2 separate regions of the Sus scrofa genome follow, and region 2 is linked to region 1. Evidence: chromatin contacts called from public promoter capture Hi-C data. All regions are on one chromosome and are shown on one strand. Each heading gives the region's core, a stretch centred on a gene start, on an enhancer-like site or on the middle of the called end of the contact. The rest is flanking DNA. Distances are from core to core; before and after follow the strand shown.

Region 1 (5,446 bases), core at 869-3,368:
CCTAGCCTGGGAACCTCTATATGCTGTGTGTGCAGCCCTAAAAAGACAAAAATAAATAAATAAAATGAAATTTTACTTTAGATGTTTTCTCTGAGACTATCTATGTACAGGGTTGTTGGTGAGGGCTTAAAGTAAAGCTTTTAGAGCAACGTCCGCCACATAGTGGCTCTTGGTTATTGTATGATTCCCACTATAAATCATTATTATTTGCCTTTCTCTCTGAGTTCCTCATCAGGATATTCAGGAATGCTTTTCTTGGAAGAACTCAAACATTCTACTTATGGAATTTAGTTAATCTTTATAACTTTAGATGTTGGCCAGGATTTCAGGCACCATGGGTTTCACAGAATAGGAAGGTATGACAGGATAGGATCTTCCTAAGGTCACACAACAGATCCGTGTCCCACAAGATGAAAATGAATCTAGTTAGGTACAGGAATGGATTCCTTTTTTTAATGGCTGCATCTGCAGCATATGGACGTTCCCAGGCTAGGGGTTGAATCAGAGCTGCAGCTGCTGGCCTACACGGCAGCCACAACGATGCTGGATCTGAGCTGCATCTGTGACCTGCTCCACAGCTTGCAGCGATGCCAGATCCTTAATCCACCAAGCAAGCCCAAGGATCGAACCCGAATCCTCACAGACACTATGTCAGGTTCTTAACCGGCAAGGGGAATTCCTGTCAAGCTCTTTTTTTTTTTTTTTTTTTTTTTTACTACCATTGTCTTTAAGAAATACACCGGGAACTAGAACACACGTATATACCAGAAACAAACATTTCAAAACAATACTTCATTGCATTCCATTTCATTGAAAATATGTTCATTGGGATATACTAATAAATGGATTTCAAAATGTACTATTGGGTTAAGACTAGTAGTTTAAAGGGCACTGTTCTAGGTCACAAATGTTGGCCTTCCTGGCAGTACGACTGGAATCATAGAACCTCACACGCAGTTTGGAGTACATTATTTCCGTGTTCCTTTTTCATTTCCTTGGCGTACTAGAGCTTTTTTTTTTTTTTTTGCCATTTCTAGAGCCACTCCTGCGGCATGTGGAGGTTCCCAGGCTAGGGGTCAAGTCGGAGCTGTAGCCGCCAGCCTAAGCCAGAGCCATAGCAACGCAGGATCCCAGCTGCGTCTGCAACCTATAGCACAGCTCAGGGCAACGCCAGATCCTTAACCCACTGAGCAAGGCCAGGGACCAAACCCGCAACCTCATGGTTCCTAGTTGAACTTGTTAACCACTGAGTCACGACGGGAATTCCTTTTTTTCCTTTTTTTTTTTTTTTTCCTTTCTTCTTTTTTGGCTGCCCTGCAGCATTTGTCCGGCCAAAGCAGGAGCAGCAACCTACGCCACAGCTGCAGCAATTCAGGATCCTTAACCTACTGCCCACAGGGGCCTCCACAGAGACAGCTTGATCATTAACCCGCTGTGACCCAGTGGGAACGCCTAGAGCTTATTCATTCATCAATAATCTCCACAAATAGCTCTTGGACTCCCTATGTGCACTGCCCAGTATTAAGAGCCAGTGGAGGGAACATGCTTTGAAAAAACCTGGATTCAAATCTCACATCCACCCTTTGCTGATGATCTTGGTTAAGCCCCTTCAGTTTTCCAGAACTCAAAAGACTTTCCTCCTTTGTAAAATGTTGTGATAATAGAGAAACGAAAGAGCTAAAGCGTGTAAAGCACTCAGCACGGTGTCAGACTCATAGCTAGTTCTTAATACAGTGGTTCTCAAGGTATGATCCCCAAGACCAGCAGCATCAGCAGCATCTAGGAACCTGTTAGAAATGCAATTCTCAGAACCTCAACCCAGATTTACTGAGCCAGAAACTCCAGGGGTGGGCACGGCAATCTGTTTTAAGAACTCTTCCAGGTGATTCTGACGCAAGCTAAATTTGAGAACCCCAGGCTTAATACAGGTTAACTAGCAACGACAAGCACTTCGGGCGGCTCAGGTGCCTCTGTTCCGGCTTCCCCTCCCTCCTCCTTGATTGGTGGGGTCTCTCTGGACCGTCACCACCCACCCAACCACGGAGGGCATAAACGGAGAGGGGCGGGACTGGGAGCGGCCAGAGCAGCGCGCCTATTGGCTGCAGACCATGCCGCGGAGCCGGGCGGAGCTGCGCACGCGCACGGCCGAGGCGCGCCCCTGGCGGCCGTTGAAAAATGGCGACTGTCGCCGAGCTGAAGGCTGGTGAGTGCAAATAGGAGGCTTTCCGAGTGAGACGCGTCGGCCTTCAGCCTGTGAAAAGGATGGGACGAAAAGAGGGGGCGGAACACTAGAGTCAGCCCTTCCGGGGGTCGTTCTGTAGCATCGGGGCCTGCGTTGCGTCCGGCGGATGTGGTGGCCCGCTGGGCGAGGGCCCTGGAGGGATGTGGTGGCACAGGGGCAGTTTTTGAAGCGGCTTTGAGCTGGAGGAGAGCCAGGATCCACAGGTACCTGAGAGGCTTGCAGTCCTGCATCTGGGGGCTCTGGCGCATCCTTCTGGATCCTTTCAGGGGCGAGGCCTTGGGCCTGACCTTTCCCTCTCGGTTGATGATTACAAACCTAAACACAATCCTAAACCATTTTCGTGGTTATCTCCCTGAATCCTTACAACCCCCTGCGAGGTAGGTCCCGAGTTTCCATTGGGAAAAACTGGAAGTAGAATGATGCCTGGGCTGGCCATTGTCCAGTCTTTCTGGGAAAAGTTCCACAACTGTTGGTATGCTTAAGCTCCGAACGTTGGTGCACTGTTAATTTTGACATCGATATCCAGACAGGTAGTAATAATTATAGTTATTATGATGGAGCTTTCTGGGTCAGGCACTGCCCAACTTTAGTGAATTGATTCCGTGTAACAACCCTATGCCCATTTCAGAGATTAGGAGATGGAGGTGCTGAGAAGTGAAACAGCTCCTCCAGAGTAATTTAGCTAGAAAGCAGCAGAGAGTGAGAATCTAGAGATGCTGCCCCAGGTCTGCAGGCCTTAATTCCTGAATGCTGTTGCTGCCTGGCTAGTCAAACCAATTCCAGTCTTCAGGGAATCTAGACTCTCAATGAGTAATTGTTAGAGATTTGGCGTGGAGGGTATGATTTGAGAATATGATTCAGGAACTATTGAGAGTAATGTATATTTGCAGCCCTGAGCTGGTGAACCATCAATAAAAAGAAGTACCCCTATCCACAAGGATAGACTTCCCAGGAATTGGTGAACCCTCCCCCAGGAAACAAAGATCACCTCTAATAGTGCATGCAGCTTCCAAGGATTTAAGCCAGGTTAAGAACCTCTTCCTAAAGACCTTGTTATGGTACATGTGTCATAATAAACGTGATAACAGAGAAGGTCAGGGTAATTTGGAACCCCAAACCTCTCTGGGGACCAGGGATGTCCTGCATGGATGTAAGGAGCCCTTTATGGGTTTTTTTTCTGCATTCCAAGGTTCTGAATGTGTTTTTTGGTGGGTTTTATTTTCGTTTTTTAATCTTTTTAGGGCCAAACCTGCGGCATATGGAGGTTCCCAGGCTAGGGGTTGAATCGGAGCTGTAGCCACTGGCCTACACCACAGCCACAGCAATGCAGGATCTGAGCCATATCTGACCTACACCACAGCTCACCACAAGGCTAGATCCTTAACCCACTGAGCGAGGCCGGGGACTGAACCTATGTCCTAATGGATGCTAGTCAGATTTGTTTCCCCTGAGCCACAATGGGAACTTCTGGTGGGTTTTTTGTTTTTTAAGCTTTATTTATTTTTACTTTTTTTAAAAAATTATAGTCGATTTACAGTGTTGTGCCAGTTTCTGTTGTACAGCAATGAATGTGTTTAGCGTTCAAGAGAAACCCAGTGAAAATGTTTGCATTTTCATTTGTACCTTTTTAAAGCACTTTCACCTCACATTTTTCCACTTTCCTTGGTTCCTCCTCTCAGAGGTAGAGCCCATTATTGTGGAGAAGGCAACCGAGACAGGAGTTGGTGATCCACCACTGAGGTCGTGATGAGATCTGTTAGGTTTCCTAACTCCAGCTTCATTAATTCTTATTTCTCTCATGAGTTTGAGGCTGTGCTGTGTGTAAATACAGAGTAACTGGTAGGAGCAGAGACCGGGGGAAATGTTTCTCCATCGGATTTCCAAAGATGGAATTAGAGGACAAGGGTTCGGTTATGATCCCAACATAATAAAGCTGTTCCTTCCTTTTATAGGCCTGTTACAAAGTCTGATTGGTATAAATCTACTCAACATTCCTGCAAAAAAAAGGTCCAGGGGATGATCTAAATATAAAGAGCAAGAAAGGTTAAAGGCTAGTCTAGATTGTATCTCTTTAATCATATGACCCAAGTTTTTGTGGTTGTTTATCAAAACTTGAAAAAATTTTATGTCAGTGCCTATATGGGCTCCCTCTCATGAATTGTCATTGTTGTGGTGTACCTTTGGCACAATACAGCATGAAGCAATATTTTTTACACCAATTGTATATAGCACAGTATTGTAATGCCAGCAGGTAGCATTTATTGAGCTCTTACTCTGTTCCAGGCATCGTGAGGGAACTGTGTTGATTCTCTGGAGTTGTTAACTTAGCTACTAGGGACAACTCAAGAGAATAAAAGGTTCCAGCCCATTGCAAGGAATGATACCAATTCAGCCCTATCCATGACAGTATTTATAGCCAAATCACATTGTCCTAACTACTGATATTTGTCAGAAAGATCCTTGCTCATCAAGAAGTTAGATTACATTCAGCATACATATCCTTCATTCCTTAAGATGGCATTTAGAAAGTTGTGTGTTAAATTTCTAACTAGGTTTACAATTTCAGAGTCTTACTACTTTAAGGATATAACTCAAAATTGTCTTTAAAAAAGCAAATAAGGAGTTCCGGTTGTGGCTCAGAGGGTTAAGGACCTGATGTTGTCTCTGTAAGGATGTGGGTTCCATCCTTGGCCTCACTTAGTGGGTTGGGGATACAGTGTTGCTATAAGCTGTGGTGTAGGTTACAGATGTGGCTTGGATCCAGTGTGGCTGTGGCTGTGAGGAAGGCCTCAGCTGCAGCCTGATTTGACCCCTAGCCTGGGAACTTCCATATACCACAGGGGCAGCCATAAACAATAACAACAACAAACAAAAAACAAAAGCAAATAAAACCACAAAAACCAAAACACACCATTTTGTTCAGAATGGGCCATTTCCCAAGGATTCTGGGTATCACTTTTTATACAAAAGACATGACATAGTCCTTCCTTTTTGGAATGTACTTGTTATTTTTAATCATCTAATTTCTAGACCGGGGGTTTTTAGTGACATATAGAACCTGTCTACAGTGATAATCACTCTTGAAAAGATATGGACATCAGGAGGTAAGTTCGGGTCCCAGTAAACTGAGTATAATTCTCTCCCTGTTTTTCCTCACTAAAGAATGTGTATGGTTCAGCAGTTATGAACCCGATCAGCATCCAT
Region 2 (5,400 bases), core at 867-3,366, 460 kb after region 1:
GAAATGGAAACCAGGACCTAGAAATTTGTAAAGAAAAATGAAGAAGCGATGTCTGGAGGAATCTGTTTCGGGGGCCTCGCTGTTACTGCAGCTTCTTTCTGGTTTCAGGCATTCTGACAAGCCCCAGGGAGATTAAGGCCATGCCAAGGATTGTGCAGTAGGTTTCGGGCAAGTCTTTCATTCCCTTTGAGCTCCATTTCCTCTTCTTTAACAGGGGAATAACAGTACCTGCTTCACCACATTGCTTGAGGATTAAATGGGAATCTGATTCCCAAATGCCCAGCCTCTCACCTGGCACTCCCTCACCCACCCCATCCCTTCACCAAAGCACAAGGCCACTGGGGTAACAGGCGTGAGGAACCTAGCCTAGAAGTCGCACCCTGGGATCAGGCACAGATCTTATAAACTAGGTGGCTTCGCCTCTCGGGTCCTCTATCCCCTGACCTCACTGACCCCCCTGGCCACGTGGATGGCTAACACTGCATCAGGCATGTTTCCTGCAGAGTGTATGACTGACTCTGGCCCCTAGAAGAAGGTCCAAGGGGCAGCATAAGTTCCTTCAAAGTGGTGATTTAACCACTTCAACCCAGTTTAGAAGAAAGCACTAAAAGCCACCGACAAGACCTTCTTGGGGGAATCTATGACTCTCAAGGCCAGGCCTCAGGCCCTTGAGTTTTCTTAGGGGGTGGGTGCCCCTCCCTGCCCACAATAGCAAATGCCATAAAAAAGAGGCCACAGAGCCCTTTCTATTGTTTTTTTAGAATGTAGGGCCCAAAGGAAGGTTCCCAATCCCTCCTCCTTCCTTTCTGAGAAGGGAGCTCCTGGGACTCTCACAGGTTGAGTCTCTCATGGCAGGGGTCCAAGGTCTCCTCACATTTTCTGTGGGGTTTTTTTGGTTTTTGGCAGCGCCCGTGGCATGCCAAAGTTCCCAGGCCAGGGCTCAAACCCTAGCCACCGCAGTGGTAAGGCTGGATCCTTAACCTGCTGAGCCACAGGGAACTCCTGTGGGTTTTGATATGGGGATGGGACACCCCATATCAAGTAAATTTTGTTACCAAAGTAGGACTACTGCAAATGGGGGGGGAACCAGTCTCAACCTCAGATTCCACCAGCTTTGCCCCGTTGGTCTTGAATCCCACTCCCATGTCGTATTTGTGTTGGAAAGGAGTGTCACCCCCACCCCCACCCCGTGGAAAGGAGGCTCCCAGCCCCAGGTGTGGATTTTCCCAGGAGCAGGAGAGCCCCCACCCCATACCTTGCAGTCACAGAGGTCACAGCTGCTATGGGGTATCATGACATTCTCATGGATCTTTTTCAGGGGGAAACGGGGCCCCAGTCCTGCCTCCGGGAGTTCTAGCCGAGGTCCCAAGCCTCCTGAAACCTCCAGCCCCAGTCTGTAGTGCAAGCACAGCGTCCCACCCTAAGACACTCTTCCCTGGCCTCTTCAGCAACCATTCCTCAATTTCTTTTTCCTCAACCCCTTAATCCAAGGTCCCCGGACTTAGCCCTCGCACCTCTACCTCCAGCCTCCAGCCCCATCCTCCCGGTTCCCCGAACCCTTGCCCCCTCCCCCCCCAACAGGGTTTCCAGCCCTAGTCACTGGCCCCCACAGCCCCTGACTTCGGTTTCCCAACCCCGATCCCGGCCCGCTCACCAGATCCCGAACCCGTCCCCCAGCTCCGGCTCCCAGGCCCCCATGCAGACTCCTCACCCAGGTAAAAGGCAGAGACGGCCACCGGCCCGCCAAGCGCCTGGTCGCACAGCACCTTGGCCAGGATGACGCGCGGCGCGCGGCCCGGCAGCGCGCGCTCCAGCAGGCGCAGCCACACGTAGTTGAAGTTTCCGTGGAAGACCACGGCCACCGTGGCCACGTGCCGCGTCTGCCGCCAGTCCGCCCGGCAGCCCCGCAGCCGCTGCTGCAGCGCGTCGCCAGCCGAGAAGAGCGCGGTATAGAGCAGCACGTTCGTGGGCCAAGGGTAGCGCCCGGCGGCGCGCGGGAGTACCCGCCACCAGCCCGCCATGCCCGCGCCCCCAGCGCCTGCCAGCCGCCGCCGGAGGCTTCTGGGCCACGGCCTCCGCCTCCTGCTCGGCGGCCGGCGCCCTCAGCCCCCGCCTCCCGCGCACCGCGCCCAGCCACCTGCACCTGACTCCTCCCCGATGCTCAAGAGCGATTGGGCGCCCCGAGCACACCCAACCCGCGCCGACCAATCCCGTGGCCACTGGCGATCTTGGGGGCTGAGCTTTTGAAATGAGGCTGGTCGGCAAAAATGCTTGTCCCATTACACGAAATGTCCAGAAGAACAGTCAAATCCGTAGAGACAGAGAGTAGGCTAGTAAGGTACTGGGCGATGGGGGGATGCGAAGTGGCTGGGTGTAGGGTTCCTTTAGCGAGTGATGAAATATTTCATAATTAAATAGTGGTAATGGTTGCACATACAACCACTGAATACAAAGTGGTAAATTTTATGGTATGCGAATTATATCTCAAAACAAACGAAAGAAGGTTTAAAAAGGGAAAATTTTTTAAAAAGAAAAAAAGAAGGATACCATAACAGTTATCAAGGTGGCGGTGTATTTGAAACGTTTACATATAAAGAACACTTTCGACGCACACTGTACATTGATTGATTGTGTAACGTCTTTGGAGACAGTGTTAGAAGTTGAAATTTGAGACCCTTCAGAAATATGAGATGGGGTTCAATGAGCCTACTGCCTTCTTCTTTGGTGCCTCAATGAATATACCTCCCAAAACATACGCTGAGCTCCCAGCTCCTGTATCAGAGGAGCAGGTCCTTGGAAACCCAGACAGCAGATGTAACCTCTGACTTCCTGGAAGTCAGGTTCTCTTTGCTTCTCTCCCTCTATTTTTCCTTCCTTCATTGTCACATCCAATTCTATTCTCGTTCCCTCTCCTATTTGTTGACTTATTTTTGTTTATTGTTTTTTCATTTTTAACTTTTCATTTTGAAATAATTTCATACTTTTTAAAAAGCTGCAAATATAGTACAGAGTTTTCATATAGGATCCCAAGCTTCCCCAAATATTGACATCGTACAATTATCAAAACAAGGAAATAAGCCCTCATTTAATCCTGTTACCCAATTTCCAGACTATTCAAATGATTGCCAGTTGTCGCACCCAAGTCCTTTTTCCAGTCTGGCATTCAGTGGCACTCTGTATTGCATTCATCACCACAGTCTCCAATTGGGAGCACTAATCAGTTATTTAGTAAATTATTCCTCAATTTGTCAACTGTACTATCATGGGCTGCATTGTGTCTCCCCAAAAATATGCTGAAACCCTAACCCCAGTACCTCAGAAAGCGACTGTATTCAGAGACAGCCTTTAAAGAGGTGATGAAACTAAAAAGGAGGCCCTTAGATGGGCCCTAAGCCAATCTGACTGGTGTCCTAGGAAGAGGACACAGGAAGAGACACGAGGGCAGCGCATGCGCAGAGGAAAGATCGTGTGAGGACACAGCGAGAAGGCAGCCATCTGCAAGCCAAGGAGAGAGGCCTCCGAGGAAACAGAACTGGCTGACACCTTGACCTTGGACTTCTAGCCCTGAGAACTGTGAGAAAATAAGAATTTTAACCCACCTTGTGGTATTTTGTTCTGGCAGCCTTAACAGACTGATACACCAGTTCTAATACTTCACTTCTTGGGACTCTGCCAATTGCTGTGTTCTTTGACCCTTTCTATCTGCCCACAGGCTGAGTTCCCTCCCTCCCTCTCGTCCTCAGGACTGGTCCCAAGCAAATCTTTCTGTCAGCCTGGTCCAGCTGAACAGGCTTCTCCCTTACACCTTTCTTTCTTTATGACTTAGATTCCCCTGGTATTATTTTCCTGTTGTTACTGTGACAAGTTACCAAGAATCTGTTGTCTTAGAGGTTGGGAGGTCAGAAATCTACAATGTGTCCATGGGCTGCCCTCCTTGCAGAAGCCCTCGAGGTGAATCCATCTCCTTGTCTTTTCCAGCTTCTAGAGGCCTCTGCATAACTGGATGGCCCCTTCCTCGTCTTCGAAGCCCACAGCACAGCACCTTCCAATCTCTCTCTGTCATTCCCCATGGTCTTTCCTGACTCTGATCCACCTGTTCTCCTCTTAGAAGAACCCTTGTGATTACATTCAGCCCACCTGGATAACGCTGCTCGGTTCCATGTCTCGAGATCCTCATCTTGGAGTTCCCGTCGTGGCTCAGTGGTTAACGAATCTGACTAGGAACCATGAGGTTGCGGGTTCCATCTCTGGCCTTGCTCAGTGGGTTAAGGATCCAGCGTTGCCGTGAACTGTGGTGTAGGTCGCAGACACGGCTTAGATCCCGGATCCCTGGAATACCTTATTGCTGTGGCTCTGGCGTAGGCCGGCATCTACAGCTCCGATTAGACCCCTAGCCTGGGAACCTCCATATGCGGCAGAAGTGGCCCGAGAAAAGGCAAAAAGACAAAAAAAAAAAAAAAAATCCTTATCTTAAGGGTCATCTACAAAGTCCTTTTGCCATTTAAAATAACATATTCAGGAGTTCCCTTTGTGGCTCAGCTGGTTAAGGATCTGACTTCATTTTGTGAGAATGTGGGTTCGATCCTAGCCTTGCTCAGTGAGTTAAAGCTCTGGTGTGACTGTGGCTGTGGCTGGCAGCTGCAGCTCTAATTTGATCCCTGGCCCTGGGAACTTCCATAGGCTTCAGGGCAGCCATAAAAAGGAAAAAACAAAAACAGAAAACCAAAAAAAAAGTATTCACAGTTTCTGGGATTAAGACACAGCTTCGGAGGGCCATTATTCCATGTCTTTCTTCTAATTCTTTTGATCTCCTCGAACAGTAATTGACCGAATTAGCCGAAAGAAAACTACCTATTTCTCCATATATTTAGATTAAGACCTTTGTTTGCCCAGGCAATCTTTCCTTCAGTCATGTGACCGATCAGCATTCATTGCACACAATTGAGTGCCAAGCACTAAACTACGGGCTTGTGGCAAGGACTTGTATTTGCAATGCTTTTTTAAAAAATCTGACTCCTGTCTAAATTAGAGGAAATTGTGGTCTTTATTAGGAAAAAAGAAAATCACCCTAATGATTCCTACACAATTCCCCTAACAAAAAAGTTTTTAGAGAAAAAAAAAAAATTCCCATCCTGGCGCAGCGGAAATTAATCCCACTAGGAACCATGAGGTTGCGGGTTTAGTCCCTGGCCTCGCTCAGTGGGTTAACGATCTGGTGTTGCTGTGAGCTGTGGAGTAGGTCGCAGACACGGCTCAGATCCCGTGTTGCTATGGCTGTGGACTTGGGCCGTAGGCTACCGCTCCAATTCTACCTCTAGCCTGGGAACTTCCATATGCCAAGGGTGCGGCCCTAAAAAGACAAAAAGACCAAAAAAAATTTTTTTAGAGAGGAAAACTGGG

What was found. Promoter capture Hi-C pulls out the DNA fragments that hold promoters and counts their contacts.
Region 2: a contact with region 1 is called in a promoter capture Hi-C map of liver, with 4 times the contacts expected there. The contact joins the promoter of MPV17L here to the promoter of FOPNL in region 1. A contact is called at or near these places in 1 of 5 promoter capture datasets (liver) and 1 of 47 Hi-C or Micro-C datasets (liver).

Annotation. Positions count from the first base shown.
Region 1 is chr3:6,975,077-6,980,522 of Sscrofa11.1, forward strand. It overlaps FOPNL (lisH domain-containing protein FOPNL), which reads left to right and starts at 2,119. Exons shown (of 5, transcript XM_003361820.3): 1 at 2,119-2,203. The coding sequence starts at 2,176.
Region 2 is chr3:7,439,467-7,444,866 of Sscrofa11.1, forward strand. MPV17L (mpv17-like protein) reads right to left here and starts at 2,117. Exons shown (of 4, transcript XM_021086176.1): 1 at 1,712-2,117. The coding sequence starts at 2,021.